Regions from separate parts of the Mus musculus genome. Here regions 2 and 3 are each linked to region 1. A link is a contact called in public HiCAR-type and promoter capture Hi-C data. All regions are on one chromosome and are shown on one strand. Each heading gives the region's core, a stretch centred on a gene start, on an enhancer-like site or on the middle of the called end of the contact. The rest is flanking DNA. Distances are from core to core; before and after follow the strand shown.

Evidence for each region. Promoter capture Hi-C pulls out the DNA fragments that hold promoters and counts their contacts. HiCAR-type assays count read pairs that join an accessible place to other places.
Region 2: a HiCAR-type map of embryonic stem cells shows a contact between it and region 1, with 2.6 times the contacts expected there. The contact joins two enhancer-like sites. A contact is called at or near these places in 3 of 115 datasets of contacts at active chromatin or transcription factors (astrocytes, embryonic stem cells and pancreatic cancer cells).
Region 3: a promoter capture Hi-C map of liver shows a contact between it and region 1, with 2.3 times the contacts expected there. The contact joins the promoter of Mtfr1 here to the enhancer-like site in region 1. A contact is called at or near these places in 8 of 39 promoter capture datasets (the 3T3-L1 cell line, the HPC-7 cell line, cranial neural crest and 4 more), 2 of 484 Hi-C or Micro-C datasets (both in embryonic stem cells) and 5 of 115 datasets of contacts at active chromatin or transcription factors (astrocytes, embryonic fibroblasts, embryonic forebrain and 2 more).

Annotation. Positions count from the first base shown.
Region 1 is chr3:18,623,399-18,626,279 of GRCm38.p6, forward strand. It overlaps Gm30789 (predicted gene, 30789), which reads right to left. Exons shown (of 4, transcript NR_166210.1): 4 at 1-2,655. Among named protein-coding and RNA genes, the nearest start is that of Gm30723, 7.5 kb to the left of the region's middle. Within about 2 kb of position 1,498, at least 196 of the 459 cell types and tissues checked have an H3K27ac peak or open chromatin away from gene starts, as enhancers often do. A contact at or near this core is called in the HPC-7 cell line, astrocytes, embryonic fibroblasts and 5 more, where this site is marked.
Region 2 is chr3:19,232,680-19,235,560 of GRCm38.p6, forward strand. It overlaps Pde7a (phosphodiesterase 7A), which reads right to left. Exons shown (of 13, transcript NM_001122759.2): 8 at 997-1,128; 9 at 421-512. Among named protein-coding and RNA genes, the nearest start is that of Mtfr1, 46 kb to the left of the region's middle. Within about 2 kb of position 1,357, at least 24 of the 459 cell types and tissues checked have an H3K27ac peak or open chromatin away from gene starts, as enhancers often do. A contact at or near this core is called in embryonic stem cells, where this site is marked.
Region 3 is chr3:19,186,732-19,189,612 of GRCm38.p6, forward strand. Mtfr1 (mitochondrial fission regulator 1) reads left to right here and starts at 1,379. Exons shown (of 8, transcript NM_026182.6): 1 at 1,379-1,557.

The sequences.
Region 1 (2,881 bases), core at 248-2,747:
GAGAGAGAGAGAGAGAGAGAGAGAGACACACAGACACACACAGAGAACAAAATATTAATGAATAAAAAATGTCATTAATGCATCTACTCAAAAAGCCAGTGCCCTGTGATGGAGAGTTGCCCTCCATGGGTGCTGCCTTGTGAATCCCAGGACAATCTCTACATCCTCACATCCCATCCCTGCCAATCTCACCTACAGAAGATACAGAGATGGATGGATGGATATAGCAAGTACATACAGCACTTTAAGGACATCTCTGCTCATGAACATGAGTTTTAAACTGTCTCAAGGAAATTTCTCTAAGCAAGATTTTAGTTTGGGACTTAGAGTTAAAGGACACTAATGGTGTATGGCTGTGTATCTGGCACAGATCAAGAGAAATTCCATGCTAGAGATGACTGGAGCATAAATATCTGAGTTTGGGCCAAGCTCTAATTACTAAACCTCATTTTAGAAGTATGTTTCCATACTGTCATGGTCCAGTAGGCCATCTCTTAAAGAAAGACTCAGAACTGCCACCGTTAGGAAGCAAAAGATTTCTTTCTCCCTGAGTAACTGGAGCTGCTGCTGAGCGATGACTCATCCTACCACCCCTCCTGGTGGCAGCACTGATGAATGTGTCTTTAAACAGTCGCTATTCCAGGAAGCCAAAGACCACAGAAAAAATACACAGCATTTCCTGTGTAAAAACAGCAGGCAGCCACCAGCCTAACACCAGCCCTGTTGTCATGCAAGAACACCCCCCACTGCCCAAGGAGGTAGGTCAAGGGAGAAAGGTCAGGCAGAGAGCTCTGTGCCCCGAAGAGGGCTTTAAAACCTACATTTTCTCCCTGGGAATCTTCTCAATTCTGCAAAGCCTGCACATAGTGGGTACTCAGCACTCAGTAGGTATTACCTACTAAAGAACAAGAAAACACAAAGGGTCTTTTGTTCTTAACAAACCACACTTCCCTTTGATATGCAGTAAGTTAGCTCCACTCTTATACTCTGTGAAAACACAGTCCTTCCCCCCAAAGAGCAAGACTTTCCTGTCACTCAAAATAGGAGCTTTTCCCCGTGTTTTCTTGAATTTCACATACACAAATCAAGGATGAGTCCCCTTTAGATGCATTTCTATATCACTGCACCAGAATCCTGGCATTCAAATTGTACCTATAATAAGAGTAGAGAATTCCCATGGAAATCCAGGGCCGGGTGACTCAGTATTTCTCAGCTGTCAAACAGTTTACATTGTGGGGGATGAAGCAGGAGCAGGGTTTGGATCTTAAATGAAGCAAGCCCGCAACATTAACTAGAAGGTTACAACTTTTTAAAAAGAGAATGGACGAAAAGTTAGAAGGGGTAAGTTCCCTCAGCCAGCTTGTAATAGAAAACTCCAGGACCAGACACAGATCCTGGAAACTTTAGAGAAAGAAGATTGGAAAAGTCTAGTTTTGCTTTCAATCTCCGGTCCTGGCGATTGGGAGGAAGAACAACAGTGGAACTGTGCCAAGGGATCAGGAGGGAGGAAGAGGGGCGCCTGCTCTCATCAGGACCCGCCCTCCCTGACCTGAAATCAGTGTCCTTACTTCTCAAAAGATGGTAGTGGATTTGAGTCCCACTGCAGGTTAGCTGTTCCTCATTTCCCTCCATTTATAAGCGGTTGGGGCTTCTAATTTTTTTTCCTCTGGGGTTAGGAGAAACGGAAATTTGTTTAAACTTCCTGACCCCTGCAGATTCCCTGTGATTTGCTCAAAACAAAACAGTATCTCTGCATTTCTTCAACCTTGTGCTCAAACCCAAAGGAACCTCCACATAGTAAACAGATACAGAAAGAAAACACACTAGCTCTATCAAGAAAGAAACCTGCTCTGAACTCGCAGAGACAACTCCCTGCTGGAGTTTCCCCCTTTCCTTTCTTCCTTTCTTCCTTTCTTTGTAGCCACGTCTCCATTCTACAACACTTACTGGTTACTTAATACCGTTTACATAACCACTGCCCCGTACACATTTGCATTTTATATTTGCGTTCAAAAATATCCGCCTAAAGTTGGGCAAACTCCGGCTGCAGAAACCAGGTCCACTCTCCCTGCGTTTGGGTGTCCCGGGTACCTGCCAGCTGTGCGTCCTCGGAATTGAGGACATCGTGTTTTCAATTTTCTTCAATAAAGCAATGAATCTGGCAATTTGCTGGCCTGCTTCAGCTAAACAGAAAGGACAATTTGAGAAGGATCATAGTTCAGGCCCAGTCAGACGGAAACGATTGAAAACAGAGAGCTGGCCGCTGTGGTTCCCCAGTGCAGCGCGCTGTCGCAGTTTGACTGACAAACTGACTTTTTCGAGGTGCTCATGCCCATTTCAGTCAGAGTTTATTGAAGGTGATTTTGATCTTCTCCATGAGGCCACAGCAGTGGCCGTGCCATCTGTCACCTTGATTGCATCGTGGATTCTCTGGAGAGAGCGCCATGGCTCCTGATCACTTACAGATTGTGCGGCTTTCTCCTCCATACGGACCACATGCGCAGAGCCAGATGGTGAACATAGACGCTGATTATAAGTCTTTATCTCCGTGCAGGAAGGAGAGGAACTATTAGGTTTCCCTCAGGAGCTCTGCTCCTCTCTACCCTCATGCTGCTCCTCCGCAAATACAGTCTTCTTCAGCTGTCATCGGCCTACCTTGGAAAATTAAAAAAATAAACAATAATTCCATCACCGGGGCCGGGAACCCAAGCTGGTGCAGCAGAGCGGTCCCCTGGCCTTGCTCCCCTTCTCACAGGCCCCGCCCCACCCCCACCGCCTGTCTGCCTGTCAGCATTAGGTACAAAGAAGTTTGTTTGGGAATTAATATGTTAGTTTTTGAGAACTCGGGAGGGACCCACTATTTTAAATGAAGCCTCAGGAC
Region 2 (2,881 bases), core at 107-2,606, 610 kb after region 1:
TGTGTGCCATGTGTAGATATCTGTGAGCTATCATGTGGGAGCTGGGAACTGAACCCAGATCTTCTCCTAGAACAGCAAAAACTCTAAACTGCTGAGCCCTTTCTCCAGCACCACAATTTTGATAATTTTGTTGTTGTTGTTGTTTGTTTGTTTTGCTTCTCGAGACAGGGTTTCTCTGTATAGCCCTGGCTGTCCTGGAACTCACTCTGTAGACCAGGCTGGCCTCGACTCAGAAATCTGCCTGCCTCTGCCTCCCAAGAGCTGGGATTAAAGGCGTGCCACGCCCAGCTAATCTTGATTTTTAAAAAGATACGTTTAGTTTAATGAAACGGGAAGCTATGGAGCAGCTGAATAACATATTTTTATCTTAATTAGTAACTTTATTTCCATAGGCAATGCATTTGTTTTAAGCCACCTTACCTGCTTTCCAATGGCAAGTGTGAGAACAAACCAGATTCTCTTAACAAGCCCACTGCAGATCTCCAGTGGTGATTCTCCAGGACTGAGGAATTCTACAAGAAAGGGTCTCTTGGTTACCCAACAGTCATTTCTGCACACGAAGAACCATTTGTCAGTAATAATTAGCTTGGTTAAAGCATTAACATTCATTGGAAATTTACTTTGACTCCTTTCATTTCCTCAAAACATTAAATAGTGTAGAATACAGAACACTAAAGTATTGTTAATTTATTTGTGCGTGTGTTTATTTGTGGGTGGGTGAGTGCATTTGTGGAGTGAGCAACGTGCACCCATGCATGTGTGTAGAGGCCAAAGGCCAACCTTGGATTCGTTCCTCAGGAGTCATCCACACTGTTTTTTTGAGAGGGTCTCTCTCTCTCTCACTGGCTTGAGCCTCATGGATTAGACGAGGCAGGTCAGCTAGTAAGCTCAAGGGATCCTCTTGTCTTTCTCCTTAGTGCTGAGATTTTAAGCACATACTAAAAAACAAGCAACAACAAAGCAAACCAAATTAATTTCCAATGAAGCGGTACTGACCTTGTATAAAGTTGCTAGATAATGGTTGGTTTTAATAAGAAACGGCTGATTAACACCTGGGTGATCCAGATCGTGAGTGGCGGCTGCAATTAAACTCAGCAAGATATCCCAAGGAGTGACAGAACTGGCAAGCTGAAGCGGAACAGAAGAGTTAGTCACGCACGTTCCTGAAATACGCTCTCCACCACAGGAGCCAGTGGGGACAGTGGCTCTCCTGCTCTGCCTGTTAATTTCTCAGTGGGACAACTGCTAGGTCATGAAGCAGCAGCCTTGTGGTGCTTCCCTGGGACAGTGCAGTGCAGGCTGTGTTCTGATGCACGGTGCTGCCGCCTGAGGGACAGGGCTCACCTGATAGGGAGGGCTTCACTTTCATCAACTAAAAACAGCTAAGGTAAGAAACAGTCTCAGAAACAGGACTCTAAACTGATATACGGGGCTGAGTATTTTCATTCTACCAATAGATGGCCACATTCAGGACCCTTTTCACAATGCATTCATGCCAGAAAGGGAATTTCATTAATAGCAGCAATGTAACTTTACTCACCAAACTTAAGAAAATAACCATTATCAAAGTTTATTAGCTGACTATAGGTTTCAGCAATAAAAATGGCCACCTTCAGTCTAAATTTTCAGGTCAAAACTCCCTTCCTTCCCTTTCCCCTTTTCCCTGCCACGCACACTCCAGTGAAGTCTGTTTGACAGGCTGAGAAGCCTGGCAGCACTCACGAGGCATAAAGTTTCAAAAGGAACTCACCTCCTGGAGTTTTGGCGTTCTCATTAACCCGTATACTCACACCCTATCCCTATCCCTGAGTTAGTCTAGTGTTTGGACCCACGTGCTCTCTTTTAGTATTATTTTATTATAAGTGTCTTTTAAGATTGAATTCTGACATAGCTAAAGCCTCCCACCAGTGTTCCAATATTCCAGAAGCCTAACCGAGCTTGGAATCCGGTAGGAATGCAGGAAGGAAGTTACCTATTCAGTAACTAATTAAGCATTACAAAAGACAGAGCCAGCAGCTCAGGGCTGGTCTGCAGAGTGTTTACCATGAAAGAGCCAGGGAATCCCACTGAGATAGAAATCTTCAGTACAGGCTACATTGCACATTAGAAGCAAGTTGGTTAATTCTTCTGACAAATGGAGATTCTCCACAGACACTTAAAAGTTAAACTCATACAAGAAATTATCAGGGCCCAGGAAATAGGGGGGTTGTGGTATTGCAGTATTCATGAGAAGGTCTGCTAAAGTAGAACCCCTGGTGGTGGGCTTAACAATAGACTAGCTTTACACCTGTCTCCCTTCTTAGTGGCAGTGGCCTGGTCCTTCTTTTGATGTACGCATTCCTTTTGTATTGTGTCACTGTAACTTGGTGGATTGTATCTTGTTATTCTTCTGTATAAAAAGTTTGATGCTGGACTTGACAAAATACATTCAGATTCTCTGTGTGCATCTGTGTCATTCCCGCCTACTCCTTGCCCATCTGCACCCAGAGACCTGTCCAAGCAGACAAGGGGACCCAGAGGGTCTGCAGCATTCCTCTTTCCCCTCCCCTTTCCCTTTCCCTCCCCTTTCCCTCCCCTTCCCCTTCCCCTTCCCCTTCCCCTTCCCCTTCCCCTTTCCCTTTCCCCTTCCCTTCCCTTCCCTTCCCTTCCCTTCCCTCCCTCCCTCCCTCCCTTCCTAGCAGCATGTTGCTTAGGACATCAATAAATGTACACTAGTAAGAAAAACAACTCGGCAATTACCAATTTCTGACAGGCAAGGGAGAGAAGTTACTATTTATTTAGTCTGACTTCAAACTCCTGGCAATCCTGCTATCTCAGCCTCTTAAGTGCTGGGATTTACAGGTGGGAACCTCCTTGTCTGCCTAAAGTGAGGCTCTTATAT
Region 3 (2,881 bases), core at 129-2,628, 560 kb after region 1:
CAAGGTGGGAAGGGAGGGAAGTTGTAAAGAAAAAATCAAATCAAATCAAAACAAAACAAAAAACAGGTTTTAAGCCATCTCCAACTGATGGGTGCTTTCAGATACCCTTCTTCTTAAACATAGACAATCACATAGGCCTGTGTGGTGGCAGGCAGCTGAGAGTCACCTGTGGGTCACACAGCTGGTGACCAGGGATCCTGAGGCAACTAATAGCTTAGCAGTAAATCCTACAAGTATCATTGGAATGGTCGCCCTGGTGTGTGGTCCCTACCAGTTCACTTCAGCAGCTTTTGTCTTTTCATCAGCCTTCAGACCAAGCACCCCTCCCTGAACTGCTCTCTCAGGCTTCTCTCTCCCAGCCTTGGTCACAGCCTGTCAGGCCCTTTTGTACTTAAAACGTTATAACACTTGGTCACATATATTAATTAACCTTGTTTTGATCTCCCTGCCTTTTGGTAGGCTTACTCAGGGTGTGGTTCAAGGCTTAAAAAACAAACAAACAAACAAACAAACCCCACCAACTTTGTACTGTCATAATGGGCTCCCAACGAGCCGTTGCTGAGTAACTGAATTGAAGCTCTAGGTGAAATCCAAAGCAGTAGCCAGGAGGAATTTAGGCCATCCAGGGTAAGAACACCAGCGCTCCAATGAGAGGGTAAGAGAGAAGGCGAAGTAGCAACAGCTGCTGCCCACTTCCCACCTCAACTCTTCCACCCTCTTCCAGGTTGTTTTGGACATAGGCTGGTCTTCAACTCTGGATCCTCCAGCCTCCAACTTCAAACTACTCGTTTTACATAGCAGGAGCCGCCACGCCCAGGTAGGAGCGGCCTCTTGAATTACTGATAGGCTTTCCCTCCATATTCACGTTTTATCGCACCCACACACACCACCGTGCTGCTTATAGCTAACTTGACACAGACTGATCGTATTTTCATGACTAGGTTATCTGAAATCTAGAATAACCCTTCATTAAAAACTACGCACACCAATTAGGCAGACTTTGAGGCGGGGGAACTGAAGGCAGGAAAAGTCTTCACTCCCTCTGAGCCGCGCCTTCCACTCCTCCAGAACATACGTCCGGGATTTGAGGCCCGAAACAGATCGCCCTGGCAGACAAAGTCCCCACAGAGCGTGGGTTGAGAAGGGCTCGACACAGGCTAGGCTAGGCTAGGCTAAGGACCTAGCTCCTTTCAGCGGGCACACATTTGAGACTTCACTCGGAATGTGGGTATTCCTACACCCAAAAGGGGCGAAGTTTACCAACAAAAATAACAGGGGCAGAAGCACCCAAGACAAAGCGCGGCACACTAGCAAGCACACGCCCCTTACTGGGCACCGCGCGTGCGCACAGAGCCCGGGACAGGTAGCCGGCGTGGCCGGCGAGCAGACACGCCTTCCGCCGGCCTCTCCTGAGCCCGCCCCCGGGCCTCAGCGAGCCGTTCACTGGTCAGCCTAGGCCGGGCCAGGGGCGGGGATTGGCTGATTGGCATAAGGTCCTGGGACAGCCAATCTGGAAGGCTGAGCAGCTGCGAAGGTGAGGGCTGCTGCGCAGCCGAGGTGAGTGGGGCCCGGGACAGAAAAGCGGTTGGCGGGGTGGGGAATGGCTACCACCCGGAGCTGAACGGTGGCGGGAGGCCGTGTTGTGGACAAGGGAGGGGACGGGGCGCGGCGCGGGAGGCCGGCGAGCGGGAGGGAGGCCGCGGAAGCCCGGAGCAGAGAGCAGCCCTCCGGCTCGCCCGCGCCTGGCCTGCTGAGCTCCGCGGGCCGCCGGCCTGGCTCCCATCCCCCGCAGTCGGCGTTGTGCCCTCGCTGGATCCGGGCTGAACGGGGCGGCCCACGGCGTTCAGCCTGTTCTACCTGGACCTACTTTCCTGTCATTGTCGGCTGGCAGCTCTGAACTTTCTAAGCGTGCGCAGTTTGCGTGTAGCCAGACTACAGAAACTTTGAGATCTGAAGTCAAACTTAACCAAACCTTTCTTTCCGCCTGATGGTTTGTTTTGTGATTGGTCTGATGTAACCTCTTCTGGCTTAAACCTCGTTTTGTGCTTGAGGATGGTCAATAGAAGTTCGGATCCTACCCCCTCCACCTCCCAACTACAGGATTTAAAGCTTGCTTCACCACATCCGGAAAAGAATATTAAGGAGTATTTCATGATACTTGGTAATTTAGCGTTCACTTTTTTGTTTGGTTTGGTTTTGAGACAGAGTTGTCTTCCTTACTCTAGGCTGGGGTGGAATGCACTATGTAGATTAGGTTGAGCTGCCTAAAACCTCCTGCCTCAGTCACCACGCCCGATTCCAGTCACCTTTTCCTAGTGTATGTAGTTGTTTTACATTACAATGACTTAGTCAAGGAAGTTGTGACACTTACTATCTTGTTACATGAAAGTAAGTTGTGTCCACATATATTGATCACATATATTGTACATACACAAAAATCATTTAAAAGGTAAAAATTATTTTTAAAAAGAAGGTAATAGAAATGGGTTTGCGATTATATACAACCGAGTTTGACTATAAAATGCTTACGAGCTAAGAAAAGTCTCAGTCACGATGTGCAGCTAACTCTCTATCAACACCCTAATCTTTGAATTGAAATGCAAGTCTAGTAACTGAAGAGGAAACTTAAGGGTTCTTTAGAAACTGTGTTGTACGGTGTTCTGCTGGGCTAAACACGTGAAGGAACATGTAGCTGAAGTGGACCTAGGCGAAAGGATGTTCTACGAAAGCAAGCACGTGAAAGGACATGGGATTAAGATTTATTTGCTAATGACATGCATGTATTGGTCTTCGTAGTTGAGCTGCATTTGTCAGACTCTAGGGAGAGAAGTGCTCCATAATGGTGGTGTGTTGCAGTTTCTTGCTGCATCCGCAGATGCAG